Linked DNA regions of Sus scrofa: all the other regions are linked to region 2. A link is a contact called in public Hi-C and HiChIP or PLAC-seq data. All regions are on one chromosome and are shown on one strand. Each heading gives the region's core, a stretch centred on a gene start, on an enhancer-like site or on the middle of the called end of the contact. The rest is flanking DNA. Distances are from core to core; before and after follow the strand shown. Region 1 holds the start of AHSA1 (activator of 90 kDa heat shock protein ATPase homolog 1). Region 2 holds the start of CIPC (CLOCK-interacting pacemaker). Region 3 holds the start of VASH1 (vasohibin-1).

Region 1 (2,700 bases), core at 111-2,610, 330 kb before region 2:
AAAAATCTGCTTTCCTTTCTCAGCAATGATAGTGCTAGGGTGGGAATTTGGTAATTTTACATGGCGCCCCCGTCTGACCAAGTGGAAAACTGTGCACAGCTTGCTGAGGTCAGGAGCACACTACTGTCTAGAGAATGCACTATTGAGCTAAAAGGTCCAGTGAGAAATAAACCAATAATTTTAACCTCATAAGCAGTATTTGACCTGTTAAATTCAAGCGTGCCACAAAATGCTCTACACATTCTGCGCCCTCTAAATAGCTAGAAAATCAATGTTAAGCCAAGGACTTTCAAAGAAACAAAAAAAAATTAAGTCAAGCACATTATGTTAAGAGGAGAAGTGGCGGGCTGAGATACAGAGAAGAAAAACTACCTACCTCCCAACTTACTAAGTAGAGAAAACAGTAAAAAGAACTACAACAAAGTAAAAATAAAGACAGTATGAACAGAGTTCAGTGGACTTAAAAGAAAACATTACTTCCAGAAGATTTCATGAAGAATGGTAGGCTTTCAAGTGGTCAGGTTATAAAACCACGATTGCCCGGCAACAAGGGGCAGTCCCTGTAATTACAATACAATCACTTAACAGTTCCGGGTGAGAGGCCGTGGCGCCTTGAGCATCACTGAACTCTAAGCACCTGCTGAACACGTTCCAAACCTTAGCCTTCTGGAGTGAGGCAGCGGTTCGCTATGACTTACTTTTAAATTCCACCCGTCAGTGGAAAAATAGAAATCCTAACCCTCCGCAGCCTAACCCTGCAATCTCCGAATACAGTCCGCGACGGTTTGGGTCTCAGTGACTTCTCCGGCCACGTGTGGGAAGCACCTCTCTGCCCAGGCTGAATACAGCTGCTAGGGGTTATGTTCTCTTATATCTGAAACCCCTCCTCTGGGGCGCAGCCCTCCACGTCGTACCCCCTGCGCCCCCCTCCGCCAAACTGAAACGGAGACCGGAGAGTAGAGGAACCTGGAACTACGGACCCCCACAACAAGAAACACCCACGCCCATCTCCGGGCAGGTAGGGATGCCTCGGCCCCAGCTTTGTCCCGGCAGAGGTTCCGGGGACCCTGTAACCCCGGCCCTGCCGTAGCGTTCCCGCGGCCTGGCCCGCTGGCCCTCACCAATGCCAGTTGTTGACGTTGGTGGCGTCCGCCCGCTCCTCCACGATCCAGCGTGGGTCGCCCTCACCCCACTTAGCCATCGGCTCGCCTATCGCGCCGCCACCAGCGCCTAAGCAGCCACAGCCACAGCCTCAGGACCGCCCGGTCCCAGCCGCCCGGCAGCGCCTGGAAACTACTAGAAGCGGCCGCAGATCCTCCTAGCTTGCTTTTCCCTCCACCCCCCGCCCCTCCCCGCCTCAACTTCCGGCTCCTCCTCCGTCCTACCGGGTACTTCCGTTCCCCCTCGTCGGACCTTAGCTTCCCACTGCTCTAGGGCTCCTGCTAACTCCTTCGGGTTATCCCGTAAAAGGCCCGAAATGCAACCCTCAACACGACCATTCCCCACCCGCAGAGACCCAAAAGACAAGTCTCACTGTTTCCCTGAACCCTTAATCTGCCCTGTTGAGCCTCATGGGAGTTGTAGTCTTCAGTGACCCTGCAAAATAACCGCGGAAGGTCGTGCAACCTGTAGAGGAAACCTCCTAAGCACGGTGCGCTGGGTGTTCTGGGAGTTGTAGTCATGAGGCCCGGAGTCTGTCCAGGCAGCGTCGGATGATCGAGGCGGCGAGAACTACAACTTCCATAATGCGATGTGGCTTCCTTTTTGACTCATGGTTCCTCCCCCTCTGCGACACCTCCTCCCGCCTCTCTCCGAGACTATCCCCTTCCGCCCCTTTTCTATGTCGCAAAGATTGTGTAGAAAGGCTGGTCCAGCGGCGGAAGAGTCTGGCGCTGACCTGAGAGGGAGGGCTCGGTGTGGAAGAGGTGAGGGTGTCCCAAACCCCTTGGGCCACGTATCTGGCTGAGTTCAGCCTCTCCGCATCCATATCTTCCCCCCTATTCTTTGAGGCGTCCCCAGACCTCCCAGGCCTGACTCTTGTTTCAGTCCCCCTGACCCCTGGGTTGGGAGCCAGTGTACACTCGGTGTTGGGGCTGCGAATGAGCCCGAACAGGTGATTTTGAACGAACTTCTGCCCCACCAGGGTTCTCCTGGGCTCTGGCCGCTTCTGTAGATCCGTGTTTCCTGGACGTGGCCCGTGGAGTCTTCCTAGTTTAAGCCACATTTCCTCGTCTCAGTTCATAGCCGCACCTTTGTAGGCCTGGCTCGGAAGATGTTAAATGAATCCGAATATGACTTCTCAGTAGCTGGCTTCTGGGGTGTTCTGAGGCAGGGAGCGTGTTGGTTGTAGATATTTTGGGGGTGTCCGTTTTCTTTTCCTTATCGTGTTCCTGTTCTCCCCTCGGATCTACTATCCAGTATTGTGGGTTCTCAGTAAACAAGTGACAAGGACAAGCCCTGAAGTATTTTAAGTCGTGCGGAAGCACCTTTCATAGTCACTCTTAAAATTGCACCTGGTGGTTTTATAAATTCTAGAACGATTAAATGATTGTCTTTTTATTTACTGAGTAGATCTTGGTTCTGATTTGATGCTGGAAGTACAAACTAGTGTCACGTGTTCATTGCCATTGCATGGTTAAAAAAGATTCCAGAAGTCCTCTGGTGGATTATTGGATTTGTTAGACATATTCTGTGCTTATT
Region 2 (2,700 bases), core at 77-2,576:
CACTAACCACTAACTCCTTACTTGGCTCTGCCCACCTTCTCTCCACTTCCCCACCTCCTGGCACCACGCCTGGAAAGGTGGTCACCCTGAAGAAATAACCAGCAAAGTGGGTGACAGCAGGTCTCTGGGAAAGACAGCACACCTGTGCCCCGGGCTCAGAACGGAGCACTATCTCCCATCACCAAATTGGACGCCCAAGACCCTCAGAGGGTTGCCAGCCTTGGCGTCCACTCACCTGCCCGTTCCCTGCCCCTCTGCTCACAGCTCGGCTGGCCTCCAGACTGTCCCCCAACGCCCGGAAGCCCAGCAGGCTGCTGCCCCCAGGGCCAGACCTGAACCCACCGGCCCAAACGGTCTCATCCCATTTCCGCCCCACCCCCACAACCCCCTCCTCACCCGCGATTTCCTCTCCTACGCAGGCTCGACCCTCGCAGCAAAACCAACCAACTGAATGAGGGAGGGACGCACCACCCCCAGGTCCCACCGTTTGGCCCTCGGTCCCCCGAAAGTGCCCACTCTCCCTCTTGCTTACCTCGCCTCCCTTCTCTCCCCTCCTCCCACCTCCTTTCCCCGTGTTCCTCGCTCAAATCCTTTCCCTTTCCCCTCAAGCCTCCCCTTTCTCACCTAGGACCGGGGTCGCCGCTCCACGACCAGACAACTCAGGACTAAGGTGGCGCATGCGCAAGCCCGGCCCAGCAACTCCATGACAACCCCGTCGTCGTGGGATCTCAAGCTATCCCCGGGCCTCCTGCCCATTTCTCCTCCCCCAGCCTCCGCCGCGGGTTTCGCCGGCCACGTGACCCAGCTCGGAGGACCCGGCACCACCGAGACGGCTCATTGGTCTAGAAAGGCACTCGGAGGCGCACGGTGTTCCCGCCCCCTCGGCAAGAGGGCGCCGACACGCCTCTCCGGGAGGGGCAAACGCCCTTACGAGCCGGCGCTCTGTCTTTGGAAGGCGGGAGTCTCTATGGTTGGTTCCGCAGGCCTGGCCGCCATTTTGTACAGGGACCTAGAGCCCTGAGCGGCGGCGGGCGGGGGCGGTTCCGAGGCGGGGCCTGGGGAAGCCGGGCTGCGCCGGCTTCTAGCTGACAAGGCAGGCGGCGTGATTTTCCTGGGGGTGGGGGTGGGGGTTGCCTGGGGGAAATGACTCTTTCGGCTTGTAAGCCAGGACGCCTTTAGGGTTCGGGAGCGTAGCAGGCCATGCTGACTTGCACGCGAGCAAGAGCGGAAGCGGCCGGCGTGGGAGGGCAGGCGGGTAGCCTGGCCTTGTCTCCGCCCGAAGGAGGCTGGCCCGGACCGCCCAGCTCACAGCTCACGTGGTTGCCACGCCTGGCACGGCGGCTGGTTTGCGTTCCCTGCCAGCCCTCCCGGTGCTTCACGAGGCAGCGATGCAATCAGTATTTTTGTCTGCTGATTTCATGTCATTTGATGTATGACTCACTTTGTCCTGTGCAGCAAACCTTAGTGCTGGGTTTCACATGGATTCTCTTTCTCACGCCACTTCTTGAAGTATTACAAGGAGCACATGTGTATTAGCTGAAGAAAAGGTTAAGATCAGTTGAAGTTCTGATGTGCTGAATCAGTGAAGGTTACTTCTTAGACTAGGAAAAACTTCGCAGTTGAAAAAGAGGACATGGGTGAATTTAACAGTGTTAATTAGCCCAGGCAAATTCCAGAGGTACCCTGTCCAGTAGGATAGCCACTAATCATTAGGGGACAATTGAAACTAATTTTTAAACATGCAAAAATTGGGTTTCACATTCAAACTGTCCACTTTTCAAGTCCTCAGTAACCACATGTAGCTAATGGCTACTTTGGGGACAGTGCAGATTTTGTACAGCACATTGCCAGCATCACAGAAAGTTATATTGGAGGGCGCTGATCTAGATGATGAGGCAGGGGGAATCACCCTATGTTGGTAATCCAAGCCTTGCCAAGTTGCGAGCGCTAGGTCATGGGTAATCATGTTAGTCCTCCAGATACAGAGAGTGCTAACACATTACTGGGCATGAATGTATTTATTAGGATAAGGGCCACCAACGAATAGCCTACAGCATGTAAGGCTTTTGTTTGGGGCATGGAGGGAGTGAAAACCATAGTTAAAAATTAGCAAGTCATTAAGAGCCAAGCAGTTTTCACGAATTCTCTTGTGATGCCTGTACAAATTAATGAAGTTGCTGTTAACGTTTCCATTTTATAGAGGAGGGCACTGAAGTTTATGCCGATGATGACGAAACTACTAAGCCCTGGTCCTAAACCATTAAGCCATATTGCCTCATCTTGAGGCAGACTAAAACAGTTTTTGCCTTCAGTTACCTTAGAATCTGGTATGGGGAATAAAGACGTTCTGATAAACAGTATGAGCGAGAATGTGATAAATGCCAGGGGGATCTGAACAAAATCTAGTTAATAAAATCAAGGGAGTAAAGAATAACCTGCTTGTTTTGTTTGTTGTTGGCAGTGGAGAGACCAGAAGGTAAAGCTTTAAGGACAGGTAGAGGTTCCCACAGTGGCTCCAAGGTAACAACCCAACTACTGTCCATGAGGATGCAGGTTGGATCCCTGGCCTCACTCGGTGGGTTAAGTATCTGTGGTGTAGGTCACAGACGTAGTTGGCTTTGCTGTGACTGTGTAGGTCACAGACGTAGTTGGCGTTGCTGTGACTGTGGCAAGAGGCTACAGCTCTGATTCGACCCCTAG
Region 3 (2,713 bases), core at 168-2,667, 270 kb after region 2:
GCAGAAGGGGTTGGTAGTCCCGGGTCAGACTTACAGGCCTTATTCTTTTTGAAAAACGGGATATAAAGAATACACCCCAACTTGGCAGCTTTCACCACGCTCTCCCATTTGACAGCGAGAACAATAACGGACAGCAGTCTCGGCTGGCAGAGGAGAAAAGTCGGAGGGAAACTGAGGCCAGGCGGCTCAGACCAGCGGCCAAGAAAGGGTCAAGGCACGAATGCCCACGCCGACTGGGCGTCCCAGCTCCCAGTTTTGGACAGAAACAAATTCCTCTACAAAATATCGTACGCTCACACCTGTGCGCTCCAGGGTCGGGGACCGAGGCGACTCCAGGCCGCGTCAGCTCGGAGCCCGGACCCCCGGGCCGAAGGGCGGCGAGGGAGCGCGATTTCTCCAAAGGGATGAGTCGGGGAGCGTAGACTCGCAGCTGGCGGGGCGCGCGCCGACGCGCACATTCCACGCCCGCAGCCAACTCCCCGCACAAAGTGGGCTTTGTCTCAGCCCCCTGTCCCCTCGGCCCCGGGAAACAGGAGAGGAGCCCCCAGAATGGGGAAGGGCGCGGCGGGGAGGCGAAGCTGGGAGGGCTAAGGCCCCGCCGGTCCCCAACCCAGCGCGTCTCAGCGGGCGGATGGCGGGCATCCGGCGCCGCGCTGCGCCAGCCGAGCCATCGCGGGGCGCAGGTCCCGCTCTGGGGCCCGAGGCTCAGCGGGGGAGGCTCGGGCGGCGCGTAGGGGCCAGGCTGAGGTCACCGAATGGCGGGCTGCGGCCACAGGGTCGCCGCCCCGGACTGGCTGCAGCATGGGCGGTGGCGCAGCGGAGGCAGGCAAAGGATGCTCGCGCAGCTGTTCGCTCGGGCTCTCGCTTACCGCCACCCCCCACCCCGCCCCCGGCCAAGGGCTGGAAACAGGACCTCGGGGCCGGGAGAGCAAGCCCAGAGGCTCGCGCACGCACGGCTGCAGCTGGAGGCAAGGGACAAAGCCTCAGCAAGGGCAGGGTGCGCTAGTCCCCGGAAAGCAGCCCATAAAAAACTGAATCCACGCGTAGATCGCGGCTCAGCGGCTCGGTGAAGCTCCGGCCACCGCTGCCCCTGCCGCCTGGGGGCCCAGCAGCCGCCGGCTGGGTCCCCTGCCCGCCCGCCGCCCACCCGGCGCGACTCCAGCCCGCGCCGCGCATGCGCTCCGTCCCCCCCTTAAAGGGCCAGTGCGTTCCCGCCCAGCTCTTCGCCTCCCGCAGCCATTCCTCTGCCTCAAGTCGTCTCTAGGACGCGGGTGGGCTTGTGCTCCCCCTCTCACCTCTCGCAAAAGGCCTTGCGACGCCGGTGCAGAGCTGCCGGGGAAGTTTACAAAGTGCCCAACCGAGCGCAAAGTCCACGGAGATTCCGGCCGGGCTCAGAAGGCCGGCGGTCGGGACTTTCCTACGGGAACTGCCTGCCTCGCTGGACTTCTCGGGGTGTAGAAACCAGAGGATGGTTTGGAAACCCAGGGTTCCAGACCGGATTCAGCGTTTGTTTTTCTGTGGGATAACGAATAGATCGCTCCCCTCTGTGGGCCTCGGTTTCCCCCTCAGCCGAGGCCTTCACCCTGGGTGAGCACAGTCCTCTTGGCGCGCGCGTTCCTAAAGAAAGATACTTAGGGGTCAGGGTCACTACCTCTGCAAGCGAAAGGGTTAAAATCACCCTAGCAGCCCCCCCCCCCACCTCCGCCAGTGAGAGCAGGTTGCGCTGGCTTCGCCCTTAGTGGGCCTCCCTGGACCCGGCTCTGGGCGCCCTCGCGCCCACCGCAGGAAGGAGGCTGCCCTCGAGTCCCAGCACCACGAGCCACGGTGCAGGGTCAGCCGGCCCAGAAAAAGGCTAAAGGTCGGCTCGTTGTGCGTGCCCAGGACTGCGGAGGCCCACGGCACCCTCCCCCTCCCACAGAGCGGTAGGCGTGAATTGGGGGCAAAAGCGAAGAACTTTCCTAAGATGTACTAAAATGAGACAGCGGTGGATGCGTGCTTTCCGACTCCTCTCCTCTCCCCCACCAGCAGTTAGTATGAAAAACAGTGTTGAGAGTAAATGCAGATTCCTGGGCCCAGGCAGGCAGATTCAGATTCTTTAGGTCTGTGATTGCCACATGTCCCACTTCCCTTGGGCTGGGACAGAGAAGGCCTCGGGGGAATCCCGAGGTCCTCAGTGATGCCCCATCTGTTCCTTAAAGTTGTTCCTGGTATCTGAATCTTAGGTTCTCTAGCTTCAGTAGCACCCTCTTGCTGCCTCCCATATCAGAAACCAGGTCTGATCATAATGCAAAGGGTCAGTGGATTTCAAGAAAGCTAGTTAAGGGGGGATCCTTTTATGCTGACTGAGGCAGGAAGACTCCAAGCCTGTAAATGCCACCAGGAACCAGCAACTACAACATACTCATTATGCAGATGGAGAAGCCCAGTCTCAGTGAGTCACTTTTTCAAGTTAACACAGCTGATGATTAGTTGAACTTGTTAGAAGGAAGGGGCAGGAAGGAGGAGGCAGAGGCTGGAGCAGTGAGATTGCAGGCACAGTTTATTGACCACCAGAGTGGTCAAGAGCTCTGAGCAAGGAAGATGCAGGCTCCCCTGCAGGGCAGTGCTTGGTTTTTTTTTATAGACAGGGGTCATTTTGTTGAGCCATGTAGTCTGGGGCCTTGAGGCTCTCTTTGTTCTAGGGAACTCAGTCTGTTACATGGGCCTGTTCCAT

What was found. Hi-C and Micro-C count contacts between places; a contact is called where the count stands out from the background. HiChIP or PLAC-seq counts read pairs in DNA pulled down with a chosen protein or histone mark.
Region 1: a Hi-C map of subcutaneous adipose tissue shows a contact between it and region 2, with 2.0 times the contacts expected there. The contact joins the promoter of AHSA1 here to the promoter of CIPC in region 2. A contact is called at or near these places in 3 of 47 Hi-C or Micro-C datasets (liver, skeletal muscle and subcutaneous adipose tissue) and 1 of 2 datasets of contacts at active chromatin or transcription factors (alveolar macrophages).
Region 3: a contact with region 2 is called in an H3K27ac HiChIP or PLAC-seq map of alveolar macrophages. The contact joins the promoter of VASH1 here to the promoter of CIPC in region 2. A contact is called at or near these places in 1 of 47 Hi-C or Micro-C datasets (embryonic fibroblasts) and 2 of 2 datasets of contacts at active chromatin or transcription factors (alveolar macrophages and skeletal muscle).

The regions. Positions count from the first base shown.
Region 1 is chr7:100,509,256-100,511,955 of Sscrofa11.1, reverse strand. AHSA1 (activator of 90 kDa heat shock protein ATPase homolog 1) reads right to left here and starts at 1,360. Exons shown (of 9, transcript XM_001928890.6): 1 at 1,122-1,360. The coding sequence starts at 1,201. It overlaps VIPAS39 (spermatogenesis-defective protein 39 homolog), which reads left to right and starts at 1,792. Exons shown (of 20, transcript XM_003356755.4): 1 at 1,792-1,925.
Region 2 is chr7:100,179,015-100,181,714 of Sscrofa11.1, reverse strand. It overlaps CIPC (CLOCK-interacting pacemaker), which reads right to left and starts at 1,326. Exons shown (of 4, transcript XM_013978333.2): 1 at 625-1,326.
Region 3 is chr7:99,909,348-99,912,060 of Sscrofa11.1, reverse strand. It overlaps VASH1 (vasohibin-1), which reads right to left and starts at 1,417. Exons shown (of 8, transcript XM_003128659.5): 1 at 1,296-1,417. It overlaps LOC106504512 (a long non-coding RNA gene), which reads left to right and starts at 1,604. Exons shown (of 4, transcript XR_001298050.2): 1 at 1,604-2,431.